Regions from separate parts of the Mus musculus genome. Here all the other regions are linked to region 1. The links are chromatin contacts, called in public Hi-C and promoter capture Hi-C maps. All regions are on one chromosome and are shown on one strand. The core of a region is the stretch at or near the end of the contact, and the rest is flanking DNA. Distances in the headings are between cores, read along the strand shown. Region 1 holds the start of Espl1 (extra spindle pole bodies 1, separase). Region 2 overlaps Pcbp2 (poly(rC) binding protein 2). Region 3 overlaps Spryd3 (SPRY domain containing 3).

Region 1 (4,325 bases), core at 1,257-3,756:
ACCTGACTTTGTTTTGAGACCAGGTTTCACATACCGCAGGCTGGCCTTGAACTCCTGATTATCTTCCCTCCATCTCTTAAGTGTTGGGTCCCATATTCCCGACTTCCACTTTGCGCAGCTTTCAGTAAAGAACATACAGGTGAGCATGGTGTTTAGGAAGTTAGTACTGAGGCAATTGATGTCCTCATGGCTCACCTCCTTTCTCCTAGGTCCTTTATCCTACAGGGAGTATCCTGGAAATGTCTATAATCATTATTGATTGATTTACTGTGGCACTTATTATTAGAACCTAGGGCCTTGTCTATGTCGGGCACCTGCTCTAATCACTGAGCTACATCCACAGCCCTCTTTTACACTTTTAATTTTTATTCATTTATTTTTAAAGGCCTGTTTATTTATTTTTTTATGAGTTATTTGTCTCCATGTGCATACATGACCATATGTGTCTGGTGCCAGAAGGGGTCAGAAGAGGACATATGATCCCTGGAGTTACAGGTGGTTGTGAGCCACCATGAGGGCGCTGGGAACCAAACCTGGATCCTCAGGAAGAGCTACAAGTGTTCTTAACTGTTGACCCATCTCTCTAGTCCTCTTACTTTTTATTTTGAAATGGTTTAAATGGCTTGTGTTAGCCTTGAACTCCCTCTGTAGTTCACTCTTGGTACCCAAGATCCTCTTGCTTCAGGCTCCCCAGTATCTAGGATCATAGTTTTGAATTAACAGGCCCACCTTGTAACAAATACTGTTCGTTTTAAAAATTAATTTGTTATACTTATGTTTATAGGTGTTTTTGTCTCTACATATGCCTGGGTACCATGTCTGTGTCTGCTACCCAAATGGACCAGATCCCTGGAACTGGAGTTAGAGAGCTGTGAGCCACCATGTGGGTGCTGGAAATTGAACAGAGGCCCTCTGGGAGAGCAGCCATTGCTGTTTACTGTTGAACCATCTCTCCAGGCCCGCTTTTTTTTTTTTTAATATTTATTTATTTCTTTTATGTGTAGGAGTACACCATAGTTGTCTTCAGACACACCAGAAGAGAGCATCAGATCCCATTACAGATGGTTGTGAGCCACCATGTGGTTGCTGGGAATTGAACTCAGGATCTCTGGAAGAGCAGTCAGTGCTCTTAACCTCTGAGCCATCTCTCCAGCCCCAGGCCCGCTTTTAAAAAGATTTTTTGTTTTGTTTTGATTTTGAGACGAGGTCTCACTAGACAACCCAGGCTGCCTTTGAACTTTAAGCTTTTTTAGCTCCTCAGCCTCCTTAGTAAGTATTCCCTACCCTCTGGTGGTGGGTGATGTTTGGTACCACCCTTGACTTTATAGTGCATCTGAGAGAGCAGGAGTTAGACTACTTGGTAGGCAGGCAGATAAGGGAGAGGGGCCATGGCTAGGAGATAAAGGTGGTCAATTTCCAGGATGGCTGCTTCTTCCTTATGCCCCTGACTTGAGAAAAAAGCTCGGCATTGTTAGTGTCTGCATTAAATATTGCCATTCCCACGCTGAAATTTTCTAGTGGGGGAGATGTCAGTTTTTTCTCTTATTCCCTCCCCTTCCTATGTCTCCCCCTTTCTTTTTCTTCCTTCCTTCCTCCCTCCCTCCCTCCCTCCCTCCCTCTTTCTTTCTTTCTCTCTCTCTCTCTCTCTCTCTCTCTCTCTCTCTCTCTCTTTCTTTCTTTCTTTCTTTCTTTCTTTCTTTTGATTTTTCCTGAGACAGGGCTTCTCTGTGTAGCCCTGGCTGTCCTGGAACTCAGAAATCCCTACGCTCAGTATTTTGAACCCTGTTTCAAAAAACAAACAAAACAAAAGACTGTGAACGTTCACAATGAATTCTTCCCTTTACTCTTCACTCAACTCTATAGCCTTTCTTATACAACCCATGTAAGATGTAGGCTGGAATCCAAACTTGGGAGGGAGGAGAACCTAGGAGAACCCGGAGGTTGTCCCTGCACCCTTTTCAGTGTCCCTCTCCACAAAGTCAGAGTTTTAAAGAATCCCAAAGACCCTGTGTGGTGGTGTACACCTTCAACCCCAGCATTAGGCAGGTGGATCTCTCTTAGAGGCCAGCCTGGTCTATTTAGCAAGTTCCAGGACAGCTAGGATCACGTAGTGAGAACCAGTCTCAAAAAACAAAAATAAAAACAAAAAAATACATCAAAGGCTATTACACCTTTTCTTTCCTAGTAACGCAAAGCAAGCCATGTGGGTTTCTTATTTTAATTCTCTTGAAATTTAAAATCCTGCCTGAGCTCAGGGAATAAAGGCAAGAAAGACTTAGTGATTGACCACCCAACTGCGAAATGACTGTAATTGACTGAGGTTGAAGAAGGAGACTGTGTCCCAGAGTCTTTCCGGTCCAGAGTTGTACCCGCCCCTCCAGGAACACGTGACAGACAGCGCGGCAGATAAACTACAACTCCCAGAGCGCCACGCGGCCGGCCTGCGTTACGCTTTCTCGCTGATTGGTCACTAGGGATATTTGAAAGGAGGTGCTGGCGCGGAAAACGAAGCGTGCCCACCCGGTGCTTGGTGGAGCTCGGGCTGGAGGACGCTGCTAGGCCGGTGAGGAACGGCAGCTTCGAGGGAATTAAGGCACGGAGGGTCTGGTGAGCGCGCGCTCAAGCCGCGGTAAGTGACATTCCCATTGCTGACCTGGGAAGAAACGGGGCGTTTCTGCGGAGGCTCGGCGGCCCCCGAAAGGGTGTGCTCGGCGCCCAGGACCCTGTGGAGACCCCTGCGGTGGCCTGGTGGGACACTGAGGACAAGGAGCGTCCTGGAGGAAGGAACAGTGGACTTGTCAGTTTGTAACGGGAGCCCAGTTTATATCGGCCTCTCCCCGCATAGGATTTCTGGTGGGATTCTTTGCCTGCTTCATCCTTTGAATCCTCCTACAACTTTCAATCCCTTCTTTCCTCCAGTTATTTCCATTACAACCCTTCGCAGGCTTCTACAAACCATTTCGTTGTATCTAGACTTTTGCCATGAGGAACTTCAAAGGAGTCAACTTCGCCACTCTGCTCTGCAGCAAGGAGGAGACCCAGCAGCTGCTGCCTGACTTGAAGGTGGGACCCTTTATGGCTCAGGACACACCTAGTTTCTGAGATTATCTGTGTTTTTTTCCTTTTCCTTTTTTCTTTTTTTCCGAGACAGAGTTTCTCTGTATAGCTCTGGCTGTCCTGGAACTTACTTTGTAGTCCAGGCTGGCCTCGAACTCAGAAATCCACCTGTCTCTGCCTCCCTAGCGCTGGGATTAAAGGCTTGCGCCACCACGCCCGGCTTCCTTTTCCTTTTTATTTATTGTTTTTATTTTTATTTAAAAAATTATTTTTCCGCCGGGCAATGGTGGCACATGTCTTTAATCCCAGCACTTGAGAGGCACAGGCAGGTGAATTTCTGAGTTCGAAGCCAGCCTGGTCTATAGAGTGAGTTCCAGGACAGCCAGGGCTACACAGAGAAACCCTGTCTTTGAAAAAAAAAATTTTTTTTTCCCCTAGGGCTACTAATGTGATCATCTCCTAAGGACACTCTGGTTTATGTTCTCCGTTTGGGAGAGTTATACATCGGTTTTTGTTTACGTTTTATCATTCTCCTTATAGTAAATTTTACATTCTAATTTTATTTATTTATTTATTCATTTATTTATTATATGTAAGTACACTGTAGCTGTCTTTAGACACTCCAGAAGAGGGCATCAAATTTCGTTAGGGATGGTTGTGAAGCCACCATGTAGTTGCTGGGATTTGAACTCAGGACCTTTGGAAGAGCAGTTGGCGCTCTTAACCACTGAGTCATCTCACCAGCCCTCTAATTTTTAATTAAAAAAAATTTTTTTTTTCCATACTGGGGATTGAACTCAGGATCTCATGCATTCAGGAAAATATTTCACCACGGAGCTATATCTCTATATCTGTTTTCACTTTTAAAAATAACATATCATCTATGTCTTCATATGTTATATACAAGCATATATAATATATAGTATGAAATATGTAAGCTATATATTATCTAAATATTATATATATGTTTAAAGATTTCTGAGACAGGGTCTCTCTACATAGCCCCTGGCTGTCCTGTAAGTCACTATGTAGATGAGGCTGGCCTCGCTCGAACTCAGAAATCCACCTGCCTCTGCCTCTCAAGTGCTGGGATTAAAGGCCTGAGCCACCACTGCCCGGCCTGTTTTCACTTTTTTATTTTGAGACAGTGCTCATTCGCTCAAGCCCAGGAAGCTCTTGAACTTTTCTTCTGTCTTTTTGCCTTCACACAGGCCTGTGTCACCAAGCCTGGCTTGTGTTTTGCCGTAACTTGGAGAGAGATACATGAG
Region 2 (4,325 bases), core at 1,018-3,517, 200 kb after region 1:
CCACTGAGCCATCTCACCAGCCCTTTTTTGAGATTTTTTACTGAGCTTGGAGCTCACTGATTTGGCTAGATTATGTGCCCTCCTCTCCACTTCCCCTGCATTGGTATTCCAGGTGGACATTGCCACTTCTGGCATTTTTATATTGTGGGCAGGTCCTCATTGCTTGAACATCTCTTCCTTCCTTTTGAAAAAACTAAAGATTCCCCTCTATGCTGCATTTTACCTATGAGAGGCTTCACTCTGCATAGTTTGAGATCTCACATGTATATTTAAAGTTTAGGCACATTACGGTAGTAACATAGACAGGACAAATAATTTCTGACGTTAAAGAAAACATATTTTAATTGAAGAATGACTTCTAGTTTCCGGGATATACCCCTTCCCCTGTGGTATTTGTACATTTAGTGCACATGGTATTAAGCCAAACATCACAAATGGATGTCAGTTGGCTCTTTGTGAAGTTAAGCTTGTGGTGTGGACCTGAGACACCTCTAGTTGTGTTCAGAATGAGGCATTTTGCTGCTACCCAGTGATAATGAAATGTACACTGAATGCCTTTCTCTCAAAGCTTAATTGTATTCCAGGACCTCAAATGACCTATTTGAAACAAGTAGAAAGGCACTGTAGCCAGGTATGTTTACAAGGAGAATTTGGTACCAGTAAGGCCACAGGTTTTGGATTTTGAAGAGTGAGCTAAGGAACTGAATTGAAGCTTTGATACTTGTTTTTTTGTTGGTATTTGTCCTAAAATTATAAGCTTGAAAACAATAATTCAATTTTTCACTATAGTTCCTATTCTTGCTCCTCCCTTTAAGTATTGTTAAAATTACATAATATCTTTAAATGTTAGGCTCCCAACACAAAGTTCCTTCACATTGGTGGGCTGTTCTAGTGTAAACACGACAGGATCAACTCCTTGAAGCCTAATGTTCTCTAGAAATGCTTTCAGTTTGCAAAGAGTAAAACGTGAAGAGACAGTGTCACCAACTTAACATCATTTGTTATGTTCTTCTGAGAACACCTCAGGAACCTTGGTTGTAGTGGTGTTACATAAACAACCTTGTGCACTATGGTACTAGCTAATCTAAGAAACCTTGAAATACCTTGGTGTGATGAATTGTAGCTAGGTAAGCTGACTTATTCTTCTTTGTGTTTTACAGGCTTTCCTCGGAGACAGGTGGCATGGGGAGCAGCTAGAACAGAGCAGACCCATCCATAATCCTGCTGTTCACCACCCATGATCCATCTGTGTAGTTTCTGAACAGTCAGCGACTCCAGGTTTTAAAATAGTTTGTAAATTTTCAGTTTCTACACACTTTATCATCCACTCATGATTTTTTAATTAAAGTGTTTTAATTCCTTTCTCTGTTCAGCAGTTACGCTGAGATATCCATATTTAGTTTTATAAGCTTCTCCCCCTTTTGTTTTTTGGTTTTTGTTTTTGTTTGGCTCATGAATTTTTGTTTGTCATGGAAATGTAAGAGTGGATTATTAATACATTTCAGTTTAGTTCTGTAATGTCAGGAATTTTTCAAAAAAAAAAATTAAAAGATGGACTGGAGCTTTTTCTTTGTGAATAGAAACTGGATGCCACAGTGACTTACGTGGGTGTTGTTCCTGTCTGATGTTATTTTTATACCTTTTAACTTCCAGAGAGCCCTGATTCAGTTTCAATAGAATTAATGGACTTTCTTCCCTTTTTTACCACTCCAATTTTTTTAATTTGCCCTCAATCACCTCCCCCTCCATGATACTGGGTAGCCTCTGAAAACTTGTTTACGGAGATTGACAATTACACTTACCCTAGGATTGTAGAGCAGCTGGTGCATTTATGGAGCTGGGCAGGAACTCGTGGATAGTAAGGATAGTAAACTTGGGAATGGCTGCCCCTTGTTCTACCTTGCATACTTTAAAGTTCTAGTAATTGTTCATTTAGTTTTCTCCATAGGTGTTTTGAGACCTCCTTGTTCTGAAATCATTTAGAAAAGTTTACCTGCTATCATTTATGTTAACTTAGAAAATAACTTGTCCAAATTCCTCAGATAAAATCTTAAATCCAAGTTGAAACCATGTATTATACCACTCTACTCATTCACCAAGAAAACCCTCGACAGTTGGGCCTGCATGGAGTGGTTATATTTCAAGGTTGTTCACAGGGGTTACAATATGACAGTCCCCACCCCTACCAGGCACCAAGATAACAGTGGGGACTAACAGCACCCCAGTTCTTCAGCCTGAGCCATCACATGCTGTTAGTCGTCTGGCCCAAAGCCAGGGTTTGGGCAGAGAAACAGGAACAAAGAAATGAGTTACATTGCCACCTGAGAAACCTCAGAGGGATGACCCAGCCTTAGTTTCTTTCCCTCCTCCCAAGTGCAAAATGTGTAAACAGTAAACGGAAAATAAAAGTGCAGTTTTAAGTGAATCCTCTACCTGCCCCTCCAGTGTTCAGGGATAGACAGTATAGAGACAAGCCTGGCTTTTCTATTGCCTACTTGCTTGTTCAACATAAGGAATGGGGTGAAGCAAGAAGGGGCCAGCTTCCTTTCTTTATAGCTCTAGGGTAGTACTCGGAGTCATTCATTTCCACAGCTGCCAGTGTCCCCAGAACTTATTCGGTAATTGGTCAGGGGCGTCGTTCACTCTCAAGCCTGGCTTAAGGCTAAGAAAGCCCCATCTATCTGTTGATTATGTGGCGCATATATATTATTTATATAAATATTTCTCTATGTACAAGGAATAAGAGTGTCTTTCATGGAGGAAGGGAGGCTGGGGGCCGCAAGGCATCAATGCTGTTGGAGTTGTCCAATTCAGTGCTGTCACAGTCTGAGTCTTCAGGATTGGGGCCCTGTGAAGAGTAGAAATGCAGTGAGGTGGGGGAGCCTTGGGGACCCTTCTTTTACATTAACAGTGGAGTTTTTTTTTTTTTTTTAAATCTGTTCATAGGTCCAAGGCACTATGCTAGATTCCTTTTAGGATACCTTGATGACTACTGTCATCAAAGCTGCCACACAAATTAAACATCAGGCACTATATGCTCGGAACCATTAATTCTCAACTACTACTTACATGGATATTTGTTTTAATGGTTATGGAATAATGATTTTTAGATTCTCAAATGACTGGGTTTCTGATCCCAGTTCACTTTTCAGTGTCTGGTGGTTGCAACTCAAACTTACCTGGCCATCCTGGTGTTGCATGGGCAAGGAGCTGGCTTCACGTTCAGGGACCACCTCTGAAGTAGGTAGGTCCAGTGGAATTTCTGAGCCCTGTGAGCACATGTCATCAGATCGTTCATCTGGTCGCTCATCAGTGTTGGTACTGCCAACTTCTGGTGTGCCACTTGGGGAAGGCTCACTAGCTGTACCTTCCTCCACATCTGATGGGTTCTCTGAGCTGAATGTAGATAGTGACTGACGCATGTTCGGGCCCTGAGGCCACCTAAATGTTGAGTCATGGTTACAGCTTGTGTAGAGTCCTTTAAAGTTCCCAAAGTGAAAGATGCCATTACAGCACCACTCACCTTTGACTTGGGGGTAGCTCTACTTCACTGTCTACCTCTCCTTCTTCTTCTTCAGATGAGATACCACGTTTCTACAGTAGAGATGGGTGTGGGTAGGTGTAAGTAAACCAGTCAAAAAATGGTAAGTCATTAAGAATTGGGCAAGGATACATAGTTGAGTGGGGTTGGGGTATAGTTAGCACTTGGACCCATGAGGAGATTAAAGGATTTTAATTTGGTGTGGGGTAGAAGAACATCCCCATACTTTACCTGACTTCGAGTCACAGCAGCCCTGTACAGCAGCGCAGCGGGGGTCAAGTGCTGGGACCCAGCCCGGTTTCCTCCCCGGCCTGCAGTCCCTTCCCTTCCAGTTCCCAGCAGCCCCACACCTTCTCCAGGCCCTACTGGTGGAGGGGGTTCCCCTTTAGCTCCCCCAGGCGAATCTGGGCTGGTGGAACCAGGAGCTGATCCCTCACTTGGAGGAGTATCGCCCTGGGGTGGAGGTGGTGAGCCAGGATCCCGAGCTCCCCCTGTAGCCCCTCGGCCTCGGGCTCCCAGCGCTGCTGATAGCAGGTCTGGGGATGATGATGACATCTTTCGGAGTAGAAGGTCATGGTGGAGTCCACGGAGAGCAGGGGGGCAAGCATCCCAAGCTGAAGGGCCCACTCCTAGGCCCCCTGGGCTTCCTAGTCCTCCAGGCTCATGGGGTGGCAAAGCTGCACGAAGCCCAGGCAGGTCTCCACAGCTGCCCTTGGCACTGGCCTTTCGGTGACGGGTCTTGCCACGCCGACTCCTTCCAGGTGAAGGGGGGCCCTTAGGACAC
Region 3 (4,325 bases), core at 1,150-3,649, 170 kb before region 1:
GCTGGCATGGGGTGTGAATGTCAGAGAAGAGAGACAAGTGACAGGTTGGGCTCTTCGGGTCCCACAAGGTCTTGCCTGCACACAGCAGGGTAGCAACCCCCAATCCAGGTCTTGCCTATAGGATGCCATGGTAACAGTGGAGCTATGCTTCAGTCCATCTCCTCTCATGCACCTACCATCACCTAGGATTCCTTAATTCTCTTTTAATTAATCCAACTGCCCTCAACTTTATCCTCCCAGCCCTGCAGCCATACAAAAAGCACCCTCACTGGGGCCTTCTCCACTAACCCCTAACAAGGCTTAAGATGGTGGCCTCACCCCACTGACAGCTCTACAACTCAACCTGCCTGCCTCAACCAGCCTGCACCAGTATGAGGGCCTGGGGCAGCTCCTGCAGAAGCCAGCACTACTCAACTCCCTTCAGAGAAGATCTCATTCCACTCAGCACCAGAACCGCCAAGTTTACCCTCCCATACTCTACATGCAAGTGAGGACAGATGGGGAAAAGCCAGACCCACCCCTGTACTCTGACTGTAGCGTTTAAAGTGCTCCCCAGCCGCCACAGCCAGGAGAAGTGTGCATTGGTGCTTATTACCCTCATCTATCAAGCAGCCTATGATCTACTCCACCCAGCACCACAGAGGTGGATGAGGAACCCACAGCTGCCCTTGACCCATCCTATCCAACTGGCCTCTCTATGTGGGAAACAGGGTGTTCTCTAGTTCATGGCCAAAAGACGGCCCATCCAAATCCTGAATCTTGGGAAAAACCCGCCCCAGTGTTCCTTCAGCCTCAGCCCACAGAAGGCATCTGCTGCAGTTCTGACAGGGTGGGGATACTTCCTAAGGGCAGGAGGCCATGAGGATGACCTGCCCTGACATGGAACTTCAACCCACGCCCACCAGCTCCAGATGAGCACAGAGGCCCTGTGCTGACACCCTAGCTCTGAGCACCAGGCCCTCTTCAAAAGTAGATCCATCCCAACCCAGGGCAGCTACTCCGAACCATAGGCTGCTCTCCTGCTCTCAGCAAGTCCTCCTGAGCCGTCAGCAGTGGCTGGAGCAGGGAACCACTCCCTGGCAGATCCCTTCTGGGCACCACACTCGGGAACCTGTAGGTCTGGCTTCTAGAGTTTCAAGCTGCCGAGATCTGCAGGCTTGGTCCTTCAGTCTAAGCCTCAGTTGCCTCTTAGTTTGAAAGTTCAAACCCTAATATTGCTTAGTTGCACTAAGCTTGAACAGCGTATGTTCACCTCTGTAAGCCTTAATTGCTTCATCAGTGAAATGGGATTGTCAAAATTAGGTAGAAAGATAAAATGAAGTGAGTGAGTGATCAGGGTGTCGAAGGAGCCTGACACCCCAGTTGATGAGAACACACATTCTGTCAGGAAATGGGGATCGGTTCTATTGCAACCACCAACCACAATGGACATGACCTTGTACCTCCCACTAGGACAATCCTTAGGCCAAGCAGGTTGGATGTTTGTAATGCTGGGTATCAAACCCAGAGCTCTGTGCAGGAGAGCTGAACAGTCTATCACTGAACGAACTACAGCCCCAATGATCCCTCCCTCGTGTGCATCCTAACTGAGGACAAGGGACCCTCCAGCAGCAGCAACACCGTTACTGCTGACCAACTAGTACTTCACTGAAGCTGCAGATCAGAATTTAGTCGGCACTCCGTGATCTCCTGCACTCTTTGGTCTTGCTGATTCCCACTCTTCCACCACTGGCCAGAAGAGACCCTGATTCTTTTCAAAAGGACCAAGCCCAGAAGTCTCAGAAGTAACTGAAAGAGGAATCAAGTACAAGCTCCCAGCTCAGGCCCCAACACAGTCTCCTCTTGAGTTGAGCCTACGGAGGATTCCCTCTTGTTGTGTACCAAAGCTGCCACTTTAGGAGTGCCAAAAACCATGAAGAGTGAACAAAGACGAAATTAATCTAACCCAGATGTACAGACAGACCCACAACCCCCTTCAGGCCCTGCAAATCCTCACTTTGCAGGCCCTGGGAGCAACAGCAATTCTTCACCACCCTCAGTCCTCCCAGGGCAAGGGAACCTGGGGTTTCTTTAAAAGGAGGGAAAATGAGGCCACAGAAGGTAAGGGAAGAATTTACCCAAAAAGAGCTACATCTGGGCTAGAGATGGCCCAGCAATTAAAAGCACTTGCTGCTCTTCCAAACAACACAGGTCCAGTTCCCAGCACCCTCATATTGTTTCACAACCATCTGTAACTCCAGTTCCAGGGATTCATTGCCCTCTCTGACCTCCAAGGGCAGCAGGCACACACATGGTACAAATATATACACAGGCAAAACACCAAGGAAGGAAGAAAGGAAGGCAGGCAGGCAGGCAGTGTAGCTTAGTTGGAAGTATCTGCTAGCACTCAGGAAGTCCTGAGTTTGATCCCCAGCCATCATTACAAAGCAGGTGTGGGGCTGGTGAGATGGCTCAGTGGGTAAGAGCACCCGACTGCTCTTCCGAAGGTCAGGAGTTCAAATTCCAGCAACCACATGGTGGCTCACAACCATCCGTAACGGGATCTGACGCCCTCTTCTGGAGTGTCTGAAGACAGCTACAGTGTACTTACATATAATGAATAAATAAAATTAGAAAAAAATTAAAAAAAAAAACAAAAAACAAAGCAGGTGTGGTCATAGTCCCAGCACTCAGAGGTGGAGGCAGGAGGATTAGGTCAAGGCTAGCCTGAGTTACATGAGACACTGCCTCCAGAAAAGCAAGAAAAAGAGAAAGGAATAAGGAAGAGAGAGAGAGAGCACTGGCTAGGCTATGGGAAGGGGACAACTTTAATCCTAGCGCTCAGGAAGACAGAGGCAGGCAGATCTCTGTCTACACAGTGAGTTCCAGGACAGCCAGGGCTACACAGAGAAACCCTGTCTAGAGAAACCAAAACCAAAACAAAGAACACTGCCTATAGATGACCAACGGAGCACTACATGCGGTGCGTTGCTCAGTGTGCCAGCTGATTCCTCTTGTGTTAGCAGTTGATAGGAAGCTGCAGCTGTAGCCAATGTCCAATACCACTACCTGGGGAAAAGATCAAACTTCCAACCTACTTCTTCTCCCTTTGCAGCACTAGGGATTGAATGGACTGAGGAATTCATGCATGTGAGGCAAGTGCTTGACCACTAAAATGCTCAAGCTTCGAAATCTGAGCTATAGCCTAGCAGGGTGACATCTGCTTTTTTTTTTTTTTTTTTGGTTTTTTGGTTTTTTGGCTGCCCTGGAACTTACTCTGTAGACCAGGCTGGCCTCGAACTCAGAAATCTGCCTGCCTCTACCTCCCAAGTGCTAGGATTAAAGGCGTGCGCCACCACTTTCAATCCCAGCATTCAGGAGACAGAAGCTGGAGGATCCCTGTGAGCCATCCAGGTAGCCATCCTGGTCACATAGAGAGTTCCAGGCCAGCCAGGCTACAAAGTGAGACTATGTCTAAATAATGGGAAACTACAACAGCCTAATCCAAGCAGGATGACAAATGACGCAGACCCATCAGGAATGAAGGTATGGGTCAATCCTCCAGGAAAAGAGCCAAGACCTGCTGAGGTACTGGCTGAAGGAGAAGGAAATACAGAATGGGTAGTAGAGGAAGGTAGTTATAAATACCAATTAAGGCCACGTAACCAGTTGCAGAAACGAGGATTATAAAGTAATATGAATGCCCATTGTCAATTTACTAATGCGTTTGCGATTGTACGAGGAATAGTTATATCATGTTAGGCGTATTTACAACCTTGTTATTGTTTCATGTGAACATGAGATATTATTTGTGTCAAGTTGACAAGGGGTGGATTGTAGTGGCTATTCCTGGTTGTCAACTTGACAATATTTGGAATGAACTACAATCCGGAATTGGAAGGCTCACCAGTGACCCTTATCTGGAGGCTTGGAGATCCTTATCTGGATCTTGGTTTGAAGATCTTGAGCCATAGTGGCTATGGATTCCAGAAGATTGAATCTCCGAGTTTAAGGAACACACCTTTAATCTGGGCTACGATTTTCATCTGGGATTAAAGGTGTGGTGGAACACACCTTTAATCTGGGCTACACCTTCTGCTGGAGACAATATAAGGACATTGGAAGAAGAGAGTCTAGCTCTTGCTCTTGCTCCTTCACCTGCTTGCTGCGTGAGACTGAGTAACTGCTAGATCCTTGGACTTCCATTCACAGCTGCGACTGAATCATTGTTGGGAATTGGGCTGCTGACTGTAAGTCATCAATAAATTCCTTTACTATCTAGAGACTATCCATAAGTTCTGTGACTCTAGAGAACCCTGACTAATACAAGTTGCAAACCCCTTCAG

The links. Promoter capture Hi-C pulls out the DNA fragments that hold promoters and counts their contacts. A called contact is a pair of places that touch in the nucleus more often than the background predicts.
Region 2: a Hi-C map of bone marrow-derived macrophages shows a contact between it and region 1, with 4 times the contacts expected there. The contact joins the enhancer-like site here to the promoter of Espl1 in region 1. A contact is called at or near these places in 18 of 39 promoter capture datasets (the 3T3-L1 cell line, 3T3-L1-derived adipocytes, the C10 cell line and 10 more), 15 of 484 Hi-C or Micro-C datasets (CD8 T cells, the G1E-ER4 cell line, bone marrow-derived macrophages and 5 more), 3 of 115 datasets of contacts at active chromatin or transcription factors (embryonic stem cells and extraembryonic endoderm stem cells) and 4 of 9 other capture datasets (adipose tissue, embryonic stem cells, liver and 1 more).
Region 3: a promoter capture Hi-C map of stem cell-derived epiblast-like cells shows a contact between it and region 1, with 2.9 times the contacts expected there. The contact joins the enhancer-like site here to the promoter of Espl1 in region 1. A contact is called at or near these places in 20 of 39 promoter capture datasets (the 3T3-L1 cell line, 3T3-L1-derived adipocytes, the C10 cell line and 13 more), 2 of 484 Hi-C or Micro-C datasets (embryonic stem cells and nephron progenitors), 3 of 115 datasets of contacts at active chromatin or transcription factors (craniofacial prominence, embryonic stem cells and extraembryonic endoderm stem cells) and 4 of 9 other capture datasets (adipose tissue, embryonic stem cells, liver and 1 more).

The regions. Positions count from the first base shown.
Region 1 is chr15:102,293,787-102,298,111 of GRCm38.p6, forward strand. Espl1 (extra spindle pole bodies 1, separase) reads left to right here and starts at 2,507. Exons shown (of 31, transcript NM_001014976.2): 1 at 2,507-2,629; 2 at 2,974-3,063. The coding sequence starts at 2,983.
Region 2 is chr15:102,497,329-102,501,653 of GRCm38.p6, forward strand. Pcbp2 (poly(rC) binding protein 2) reads left to right here. Exons shown (of 15, transcript NM_001103165.1): 15 at 1,161-2,731. The coding sequence ends at 1,197. It overlaps Map3k12 (mitogen-activated protein kinase kinase kinase 12), which reads right to left. Exons shown (of 16, transcript NM_001163643.1): 13 at 3,773-4,325; 14 at 3,524-3,594; 15 at 3,180-3,441; 16 at 319-2,848. The coding sequence ends at 2,753. Among named protein-coding and RNA genes, the nearest start is that of Map3k12, 18 kb to the right of the region's middle. Within about 2 kb of position 2,268, at least 9 of the 459 cell types and tissues checked have an H3K27ac peak or open chromatin away from gene starts, as enhancers often do. A contact at or near this core is called in bone marrow-derived macrophages and trophoblast stem cells, where this site is marked.
Region 3 is chr15:102,120,017-102,124,341 of GRCm38.p6, forward strand. The region is part of intron 6 of Spryd3 (SPRY domain containing 3); the gene reads right to left. Among named protein-coding and RNA genes, the nearest start is that of Spryd3, 14 kb to the right of the region's middle. Within about 2 kb of position 2,400, at least 3 of the 459 cell types and tissues checked have an H3K27ac peak or open chromatin away from gene starts, as enhancers often do.